Regions from separate parts of the Oryctolagus cuniculus genome. Here region 2 is linked to region 1. The links are chromatin contacts, called in public Hi-C maps. All regions are on one chromosome and are shown on one strand. Each heading gives the region's core, a stretch centred on a gene start, on an enhancer-like site or on the middle of the called end of the contact. The rest is flanking DNA. Distances are from core to core; before and after follow the strand shown. Region 1 overlaps LOC127492952 (a long non-coding RNA gene). Region 2 holds the start of CITED2 (Cbp/p300 interacting transactivator with Glu/Asp rich carboxy-terminal domain 2).

Region 1 (5,634 bases), core at 1,518-4,017:
ATAAATTTTTTGGAATAGCCTGGTATACAAAAAACACTGTTATTATTTTTAGCGGTTTTATTTTTTAGCTATAATTGAGGACAAATGAGGATTGGAAAGACATGTAAGTCTGAATCGCATGAATTCGCTGATATTTGACTGTTTTGACCTACAAAAATGTCAGTTTTATAAAGTTCAACCTAGTACACTAAATGATTAATATTTGTTCAAGAAAAGAGATAGTAGACGAAAAACTGATTAAGGAATATAATGAAACAGAACTGGGAAGTAGAAATACCCAGGTCTGTGCAACCAAAGGGCATGATACTAGAAGGTTTGCAGTCAAACTTACAAAATAGTGACAGATGGAAAAATTACTATGATGGGGTCCAAAGTTGTTAAGAAAATCAGCAAAAATCTGAAAGAAAGAAGCCAGATGAGGTAAGAAACAAGAAAGCTTTTTTGGAATAGAAAGAAACATTTAAAATGTGGATCATTACAGCTATGAGAGAGGATCAAATTAGCTAAAAATGATTTCAGAGGAAAAATTCAAAATTTAAGACTTTGATGATGCATTGGAATTTTTTAAATACTTATAATAATACTTCAGGGTACTTCCTGAACAGAAGAAAAAGATAGATTGTTGTGCTTCCTCCATGAAATAATGTAACTAACGGTGAAAGTGAGGCAAATGTCCAACAATGTTGACATCTCCTTCCACCATGGTCATTATACTCACTATTGTGTCAGACACACACGTTCACTAAATGTGCTTACTGGAATCTCATGGGAGATGATTTAACTTTTCCTCTTGAGAGGGATTTTCCTTCGGATTGCACAATTTCTTGGACTCCAGATTTAGAAAAAGACACAGGCTACACATATTTTTTCTGGAAAAGGGCCATTATTCTTGCCCTCTTCAACAGACACTTATGACAGTGAGAATTAAGCCTGTAAATTATATATATTAGACTTGACCGTGACATGATACATCTTCTACTTATAATTTAGGTGATCTTATATAATGTGCTAGACAGTAATGTTATCATTATTTACAGAACCTTGGATGCAGCAGTAATCATCAATCTAAATGTCCATGCATTATTTTTAACGAGAAAGCACAGTGATCTCTTCCAGATTAGTACATGTTGAGTGGGATGGAGGGATTAAATCAGGAGACAGAAATAGAGATTTCTTTGTACTTACATTAACCATCTCCAGAGCACTCTCCTACCCACCCCCTTCCTCTACTTTGGTGATCCATTAAGCTAACTTCCCCAAATAGCCATTGACAGTTAACCCTTTGCATTCTTGTGAATGAAGTAAAAGGTGTAGTAATTTACTGAGAACATCAATTATGCAAGCAACATAAAATATTTGCACATCCTAATCAATAATCTCACAAAGACAAATAGTTGTGCTTGTATTTATCTGTACCAAAACATGTCTTCTTTTTCCATCTTAATAGGTTTTAACATTTAACTTGCTCAAATTAGTGCATTGTTTATATAAATAGGATGTTTGTTTATTCCAGACTAGCAATAACTGGAAGAGGAAGCCAACATAGTCAATTATGTTCTATAGAGGAATCTCTGAATCATAACATAATAATTGAGGCAAGTGTCTTCCATCAATTTTAGAGTCACTGTCCATTTGCAGCACGAGACTAAAATGAAAAGGCAAAGCAGCTTTTTCTCCAGTAGCTCTCTGACTCATCTTAGCATATAAACTGGTTATTTTGATTGAACTCACAGAGACTCTGACCTCCTGGAATGTCAACATGTGTTCAAAACCATTCTCCAGCCATGAAAGAAAATGTCAGTGCTCCAAAAATACCTGTTGACTCAATAAAATGAATCTACCACCTTAAATTATTTACGCCATTTTTGCACTTCTTAACCACAGAGCCCCTCACATACCCTTCGTTATCTTTAAAATGAATAATAATGCCTGCAAACACTGAGATTGTCTAAAAATCCTCTAAAAGCATATTAACTAAAATATAAACAAATGTATGGCTTATCACTTAGTATTTTCCTGCACCATTTCTTTTTTTTATATATACATAATCTTTTCTGGGAACAACTATAATAATTAAATTCTAGGTCTACATCTTTGCAAATTACAAAATGGTTTTCTAACTACTTTCAGAGCCAGAGACAAAAGGTAGGGAGACAGTGGTCCAATAATGTTCAATATATTTTTAAAGTCCTTCAATTAAGCTCCCAATAATCAAGGTGCGTTTAAGACGGGATCTATTTAGAGCTATATGTTTACACTGCTTGTTCATAAATAAGCACAGGCTATACTAATTGCTAGCTGTACAAGCCTGTTTGCCAGTGTACTTAATCTCTCTGAACCTTAGTCTCTGGCCTATAAGATAAAGATGATAATTACTTAATGAGGTTGTGGTGAAGTTCAAAGGAATGGATATAAAAGTAAGTTGTTCATTTTAATATTCCACATAAATGAAATTAGTGTTTGTATTCACCACCTATTACAGGCCCAAGACATCTGTGAGTTTGGATAAACTGTAACAGGAATACAAGATATGTACTCTTTCCACAAAAAAAATAAAATAAAATCCACTTGGGGGAACAGAAAATAACTAGAAAATGAGATGAGACCATGGGGCAGGTTATGCGTGCAGTTAACAATTCTAAGAAGAAAGAGTTTAAAATGGTCTGGGAATCATGACCGTTTTCTTTCCAAATGGAACTTTGCTTGGCCTGAACAAAGAAGTAGATATCTAACAGCTGCTTACCACTCTGTTGCTTAAAATATCGAAGGAGTATGAGGTTTAGGCAGCTCTGAGTCATCTTCCTCCTAACTTGGTATTTATTCGGGACACAGCTCTACCCCTGATGACAACAGCATTCCTGACCTCTGAGCTGCTCAAAATGCTAAGACAGTCCTGAAGGTGAAGTACACAGCCCGTCTAGGTTCTGGTGTGGTCAGCTACCATTCTCCCACTTACGTGTCTGCTGCCTCTTTGTTTTGTCGCAATGTTTTTTTTTCGAAGCGAGAGAGGTCTGGACAACTGAAGAAGAGGAACTGAAACCAAGTGAGACATATCCTACATTTTCTACAACACGACACTGCTCAACTGAAAGGGTTCAAGCTGTAGCCTATATTATATGGCCTTTGTAGCATACGTATGAATTCAGTTCAATGGTCTGCTTCCAAGCAGGCCAACATTGAACAAAAGTGTTGACTACTCAAAATTCAACAAGGGTAGATAAGTGCCAGATATGTAATATGAGAGATCATCTCACGTACGTGCTGTGTGTTTTCATTTCATCCAGCAGTAACTGCTAAGTAATCTGTGTCATCCTATGTTTGAGGAGAAGTCCTCAACAACGCTCCATAACCTGCCAGAGTCACGTAATTCAAAGGCTGCTAGGAGAAAGTTCAAATGCTCAAAATACTCGTTGTAAAATCCCCCTTGCTCTTCACACACACACTGTGTTCACTTACACTGATCACATACACAAGTAATTTAAGTTTCTTCTTTAAGTGTGTGGAGGTGCTGTGTGTGTTTGTGACACTGAATTGTGAAGGAGTAGCCCAAGAAAGTTTGTGGCCTCACTCTGGAGAACTTTGTTGAGGGTTCTCACGTTGTACTCAGTCATATAAACACTGGGCAGCCAACAGTGGCTGACCAAGAATAGGGGTGCTAGTAGTGGGTAAACACATTAACAGGGAACCCTGTATATAGAGAATCTTAAAGCTAAGATGAAACCCACACATCTTGATCCTAATCATCATCTTCTGGCCATGATTATAAATAATAAAATGATGAATGAGCATTTTATAATTTTTTTTTATTTTATCCTTTACTAAATATTGTTTGCTCCATGGAAGTTAATTCAGTGAACTCCCAGCCATAGAACTGACCCTCAATATACCAACATTCAACTAAAGACTTTCAAGGGTAAATGGGAGAGGCCAGAGCTGTGGTGCTGCGGGTAAAGCTGCCGTAAGCAGTGCCAGCATGCCATATGGGCACTGGTTCAAGTCTCCGCTGCCCCCCCCCCCCCGAGGCCTGAGAAAGCGGTGGAAGATGGGCCAGTGTACCCTCATGGAAGACCTGGAAGAAGCTCCTGGCTCCTTGCTTCAGATCAGCCCAGCTCTGGCCATTGCAGTCAGTTATACAATGAACCAGTGGATGGAAGATCTTTCTCTCTCTGTCTCTTTGTTACTCTGCCTTTCAAATAAATAAATAAATCTTAAAGAGAGAGAGAGAGTAAATGGGGAATCCTGTGCTTGCTTTGGGCAGACATAACTGAGATTGTACATCAAAAACAAAATTTGAGTTACTAAATGATCACTTGAAGGTTTTATTTTTGTTTAAGCAAAATGCAAGTGTAAAAGTTTTGATGAGCAAATTTTAAAGTGTTAAATTGAAATTTGATTTCATAAGAGAAATTTTTAAATTTTATAAGTCTACATGTGGAATAATTTATGAGTAAACTTTAAAATCAAAATGATCCCCTTATTTATTGTTTAAAAACTGAATTAAACATATGTTTATCACCAATTACTACAAGTGACTAATTCAATTACACCGAGGGTCTAGGTGTTATGAAAATGATCCATTCAATGTGTCAAAAATGCTAGGAATGCCACTGGGAGTCACTGAGTGCTTTTGATGGGAGGAGTCACAAAAGAATGGTTGGCGACTCATAATGGTTGTCATCACTACACCAGTATATGGTTGTGTGTATGTCAGGATGCCAATTGTTCTAATTAGAGAATGAAAAAAGTTAAGATGTCCGTTGTCAAAAGCAGTAAACAGTTAAGCTATGGAGAGCATTCTAGCAGGGTCCTTGACAAGTTACTACATTTTCTTTTTCTTTTTTTAAAGATTTATTTATTTATTTGAAAGTCAGAGTTACACAGAGAAAGAAGGAGAGGCAGAGAGAGAGAGAGAGAGGTCTTCCATCTGTTGGTTCACTCCCCAAGTGGCCTCAATGGCCAGAGTTGTGCCAATCCAAAGCCAGGAGCCAGGTCTTTCAGGTGGGTGCAGGGACCCAAGGATTTGGGCCATCTTCCGCTGCTTTCCCAGACCATACCAGGGAGCTGGATGGAAAGCAGAGCAGCCAAGTCTCAAACCAGTGACCATACGGGATGCCGGCACTGCAGGTGGCAGCTTTACCCACTACACCACAGAAAGAGCCCCAAGTTACTACATTTTCATGAGAAAGTATCAATCCCTCCCCCAACAGGCCCATCCATGAAAGCAGACAGTCTCATTTTCAACCTCCACCAGAACTTCAGAGAATCAGGAGGGAATAATATATTTGGAGAGTTCTGTCACCCAGTATCCATATCAGCGAAGAAAATTACTCTTTAAGACTTTTTGTTAAAGGTACACAGTTGTCATAACCTTAACTTTTTTTTTGACCAAAGGATATATTTTACATTTTATATTTAATAATTTTAATATTTTGCCATATTTGCTTTATATGTAAACATTATACATACACACAACTACATACTATTTTTGAAAGCTAGGAGGGACATAATGCTATCACATAAGGTGGAATTCATGACCAAGACCATAGAATAAGGAAATAAGGGTATATTATTATGTTAGGGGTATAACTTAGTGAATATATTTATAAATATCTTTGTACCAAATATATGGCATCA
Region 2 (5,520 bases), core at 1,984-4,483, 370 kb after region 1:
AGAAGGAAGTAAATTTTTCTGTGCAATATGTCAAGTGGGGATGAAGAAAATTTAAGCCACGGACAGGAATCACAAGGGCTGTTGCTACTTGGGTAGAGTAGTCAGAAAGCCCTTGGTGAGGGGGCCTTTGAGCACAGACATGGAGAATGGACAGCCTGAGCCAGCAAGACATTTGGGAAGAGTTTCAGGAAGTACCTTCCTCAGTTGCAAGGAACTTGTGTTCCTCAGGTTCTTCCGCCTACCCCCCAGGGATATTATTTGGTTATAGGATAATCGAGTTTAAATGAGGTCATTAAGACAGTTTCCAATCCAAAGGAACTAGTCTCTTTTTAGAAAGGGGGAATTTGGACAGAGAGACACACATAGGGGAAATACCAAGTAAAGAGGAAGGCAGAGATCACAGCAATGCTGCGCTGACAAGCAAGGGATGCCACAGCTTGCCAGGAAACCAAAGGCTAGAACAGGGCCTCAGAACCAACCTGCCAAAACCTTGAACTTGGACTTCTGGCCTCCAGAACTGCAAGACAATAACTTTTTGCTGAGTAAGCTTGATCAGCTTAAACAAAGTCTGTGCTACTGTGTTACAACAGTGCTGGGAAACAAACAGCACCAACTAGCACTCTTAGGGGCAGAGCCAAACCATACCATTCCCTCCCCTCCCCAAGGGTTGGGGGGGAAGTGGGGGTTCACAGCACAAACCTCTGCAGACAGGGGTAACTGCCCCCTACCGGGACTGTTTACCACCTGACATTCTCAAACCATTTCAGATAATAATACTGGCCTGATCTCTCTGAAACCAAAATGTGATCACATCTCAGTTTCACAAGCTTTCACCTGCCTCCCACAGTGTCCAGACAGAATCCAAATTTCTCAGGGCACAAAGGCTTTTAGGATCCAGCCTCTTTAATCTGTTTTCTCTCATCTTTGCATTAATTCCTGGGCCATGAGTTCCCCATGCACCTGCACCTCCCAGTTTGGTCAAACTTCTATTCTCCCTCAGGCTTTCCCAATGCATTCCCAAGCATTGGGATGCTTTCCCAATACCCCTGAGATGGTGTTAGGTGTCCCTCCTGTGCGATCTCCAAAGTCCTTGTGTTTAATGCTGTTGTGGTGTTTATCACACAGTGTCCAAGGCCTGTTTGTCTCCTCCTTTTGACCATGAGTTCCTATCTTGTATCTCCAGGCACCAAGAAAGTGCTTGGGGAGGATTCATTGGGTGGAGGAGAATCAATGAACAAAGCATGCCATGTTCCAACCAGCTGATCCCAGAACTACTTTTTTTTTTTCTTTCCGCCTTTAAGGGGTGGGGGGATGGGAGCATGACCTTTCCAGGGATTTCTCAATAGCATGTAAAACCACTGCAGCTGGATGGACTGTACCTTTCCTTAAAGCTTGCAAGAGGAATTTAGATTAGACACTCAAAAGCTGTTCCTTGTGTCGCAAGATACTGCAGTATAAGGAAGAGAAGTAAACAATCAGCCCAGCAATTTTTTTTTTCTGAGCTTGACCAATAGTTTGGAATCTATTTTGTGATAGGAAGTGGCACCATTAGGTCTGTTCCAAGCCTCTGGTTCTGTTACTGCATGTTCATGACCCACAGGTAAAGGTGTTGGGAGCAGGGTGGAACGAAATGAGGAGTGTTGCAACTAGCGATACAACAAGTCTTGTGTCCTTGTCCCCAAACAATAAATATTTTTTTAGTTTTAAAAAATATTTGCATGCACGGTTATAAACGCTGGGGACCCTGGAAGAGGAAAAAGAGGAAGACAGAAAGTAACAACTTTTTTTTTTCAATGACTAGAGAAAGACAGAGGAAGTTAATAGATGCAAATAATCAGGACTGGGTCTCACAAATGCCTGAACGGGGAAATGTTTCCGAATTTCAAGACCTCAAGAAATAGGGCCTTAAAAAAGTCTAGTGAGAAGGGAGGGGAGGCGAGGAGAGGGGGAGGGGGCTGGCTTTCGCAGCAGGAAGTCTTCGATGGCTATTGACTTGTGGAGAAACAACTCGTACTCCAGTCCTTATTCGGAGCGCTAAACTCGATTTCACAGCGTAAAGAGCAGCACCGGCGCTGGGAGCGGCCTCACTCCGGTGCCGGGGAGACGGCTCGTCCTCCCCGTCGGGAAAGCGAGAGCGCCTGCGGCTGGGCAGGCGCCCCGACCGGCCGCGGGGGTTTTATTTGCAAGTCAGCGAGCCCAGTGGGCGATGGGGCGCGCGGTGCCGCGTTCTGGAAGCTGGGTTGTTATTCTCGCTTATTGCCCCACTGCACAATTCCGAGGGAAAGCAGGCGCGCCGGCGGTGTGCGCGCGCAGGGGGCCGTACGGGACGTGCCGCTACGCGTCCACCCCAGAACCACTTGATGTGCAAAGCCATGGCCGTAGTGGTATCTCTTCGTTTGCCTCTTCCAGCAACAGCAGTCTTACTCGGCCCTCGAATTTCTTAATTACAAACCAGTCTTCTCCTAAATCAACCCTAAACCGTCAGGCAGAGCCCGGAGGGAAGCTTGTGCGAGTTTGCACACACACACACACACACACACACACACAAACACCCCACCTCCCGGATCAAGGGCAACAGCAGAAGCGAGGAACTGTGTATGTGCAAAAAGGTGGATCTGGGGACTAGGATCGCTGAGTTTGTTTACAGAGCAGAGACGCCTCAGCTCGGATGCCAAAGCTACCAAGAGCTGCAAACGCAAACTTAGCAGAAGCACACGTATCCCAGGAGCGGAGAGCAGGCTCCAAAGCGCGGCCCGGACTCCCGGCGCGGGAGCTGGGACTGCCAAGCCCGCGAGCGCGCTCGCTCCACCTGCAGCCTCTGCGGCTCCCCGCCCGCGGGCCGCTCGCCCTTGAAAGGAGTTGGGGGGTGGGGAGGCGGGGGTCGTCGGGGTGGGGGATTTACCTACACGCAGATTAAAACTAACTGCCCTCTCTGAAAACAGAAAGGCGCGGCCCGGGAAAGCGCGCGCTCGGACAGGGCATTATCTGCCGGGGGCTTTAAAAGCCAAGTCGGGGAAGCACGGCCATTCTTGGGAACCCTTGGAGAAGGGCCGCTTGGGGGAGGGCGGGGGGCAGAGCAGGGGCGCGGAGCGAGCCCCCCTTCCCGTGCAGGATAGGCCGGGTCGCTTCGGTGAGCGGGGTGGGAAGCCCGGGGATGGGCAGATCCGCCCCGAGAAGGGCGATGTGTTCTCCGAGGAGGCGCTGCCTCCACTAGGGCCGGGGAGCTAGGGAGGCTTTTTTTTTTTTTTTTTTTTCCCCTCCCCGGCCGGCGGGGCGGCGCCTGGGCCGGTAGCCTCTGCGCACGTGCGGCCGGACCCGGTCCAGGGTGCCCGGGAATCCAGCGCCCGCGTCTTCCCGCTGCCCCCCGGAGGCTCTCGCTCCGCCCTTCCTGAATCCCTTATATTAACTGTGGCCAAAGCCCGAAGAAACACAGCTCATTGTTGGCAGCTGCCGGGCGGTCCTGCCGAGCTGTGAGGGCAGCGCAGGGGGAAATAAAAGGGAACGGCTCCGAGTCTGCCCCAGCGGCCGCGGCGGAACCTCGGCGCCCCACTCCGCGAGCAGCGAGCGCCCCGCACGCCCGGGAGCTCCCCTCTATGTGCTGCTGAGCCGGTCCTGGACCGCGCGATCCCGCCCTCGGTGTTCGGAGCAGAAATCGCAGAGACGGAAGGTGAGCGCGGCGGGCGGAGCGGGCTGGGGCTCCTGCCAGCGCCGGCCTCCGAGGGCAGGGTTTGCCCGGAGGAAGAGCGCGAGGCGGAGCTGGGGAATAACAACAGGATGTGCAACAACAGGACGGCGAGGACTGCTTTCGAGCCCGAAGTTGGCGGCAGGGCTGCGGGGCACTTCCTTTATTCGGCCACTTCGGGGGGCAGAGGGCGGTGGGGGCTCGGGGGGCCCCCCGGCCCGGCCGCAGCGGGAGGAGCCGTTTGCGCAGCGCCGGGCTCTGCCGAGGGTGGCAGGTCCGCAGAGGGCGCCGGAGCCCGGGTGCACCGATCGGCTACTCGTGGGGGCCCCGGGGGCGGCGGCTCGCAGGCGAAGCGGGGCGCGCCGTGGTGGGCGACACGTGTGGCGCAGGTCTCACCCGCCGGCCCTTTTCCCTTTCAGGACTGGACATGGCAGACCATATGATGGCCATGAACCACGGGCGCTTCCCCGACGGCACCAACGGGCTGCACCACCACCCTGCCCATCGCATGGGCATGGGGCAGTTCCCGAGCCCCCATCACCACCAGCAGCAGCAGCAGCCCCAGCACGCCTTCAACGCCCTCATGGGCGAGCACATACACTACGGCGCGGGCACCATGAACGCCACGAGCGGCATCAGGCACGCCATGGGGCCAGGGACTGTGAACGGAGGGCACCCCCCGAGCGCGCTGGCCCCGGCGGCCAGGTTTAACAACTCCCAGTTCATGGGCCCCCCGGTGGCCAGCCAGGGAGGCTCCCTGCCGGCCAGCATGCAGCTGCAGAAGCTCAACAACCAGTATTTCAACCATCACCCCTACCCGCACAACCACTACATGCCGGACTTGCACCCTGCTGCAGGCCACCAGATGAACGGGACGAACCAGCACTTCCGAGATTGCAACCCCAAGCACAGCGGCGGCAGCGCGGGCGCGGGCGGCGCGGGCGGCAGCGGCAGCGCCGGCGGCTCGGGCGGCACCTCGGGCGGCGGCGCGGGCGGCAGCGGCAGCGGCGGCAGCAGCGGCGGCGGCGGCGGCGGCAGCAACATGCCCGCCTCCGTGGCCCACGTCCCCGCGGCAATGCTGCCGCCCAATGTCATAGACACTGATTTCATCGACGAGGAAGTGCTTATGTCCTTAGTGATAGAAATGGGTTTGGACCGCATCAAGGAGCTGCCCGAACTCTGGCTGGGGCAGAACGAGTTTGATTTCATGACGGACTTCGTGTGCAAACAGCAGCCCAGCAGAGTAAGCTGTTGACTCGAGCGGGAGGGGGGGGGGGCGGGGGACACCACCCCCACACACACCCCTGCGAAAGAAATCAACCCCCCAACTATCGGTGTGAATTAAAAGAAAACAAACAAAAAAAAGCAAAACAAAACAAAAAAACAAACAAAAAAAACCCCATTCCCTTAGACACAGTATCTCACTTTTCAGATCTTGAAAGGTTTGAGAACCTGGAAACAAAGTAAACTATAAACTTGTACAAATTGGTTTTTTAAAAAAAAAATTGCTGCCACTTTTTTTTTTCTGTTTTTGTTTCGTTTTTGTAGCCTTGACATTCAGCCTCCCTTATGTAGTTGAAATCCCTAGCTAACTTGGTCTTTTTCGTTGTTTGTTTTTACTCCTTATTTCTTCACTTTCTCCAGTGCTCAACTGTTTAGATATTAATCTTGGCAAACTGCTTAATCTTGTGGATTTTGTAGATGGTTTCAAATGACTGAAATGCATTCAGATTTCGAGTGAAAGGAAAAATTGCATTAGTTGGTTGCATGAACTTTGAAGGGCAGATGTTACTGCACAAACTCTGCCATCTCGCTTCATTTTTTTAACTATGCATTTG

What was found. Hi-C and Micro-C count contacts between places; a contact is called where the count stands out from the background.
Region 2: a Hi-C map of embryonic fibroblasts shows a contact between it and region 1, with 4 times the contacts expected there. The contact joins the promoter of CITED2 here to the enhancer-like site in region 1. A contact is called at or near these places in 3 of 6 Hi-C or Micro-C datasets (embryonic fibroblasts, skin fibroblasts and an unstated tissue).

The regions. Positions count from the first base shown.
Region 1 is chr5:29,109,059-29,114,692 of mOryCun1.1, forward strand. All of the region lies in intron 1 of LOC127492952 (a long non-coding RNA gene), which reads right to left. Among named protein-coding and RNA genes, the nearest start is that of CITED2, 370 kb to the right of the region's middle. Within about 2 kb of position 2,768, at least 2 of the 8 cell types and tissues checked have an H3K27ac peak or open chromatin away from gene starts, as enhancers often do.
Region 2 is chr5:29,481,212-29,486,731 of mOryCun1.1, forward strand. CITED2 (Cbp/p300 interacting transactivator with Glu/Asp rich carboxy-terminal domain 2) reads left to right here and starts at 3,234. Exons shown (of 2, transcript XM_017345399.3): 1 at 3,234-3,667; 2 at 4,102-5,520. The coding sequence starts at 4,110. The coding sequence ends at 4,937.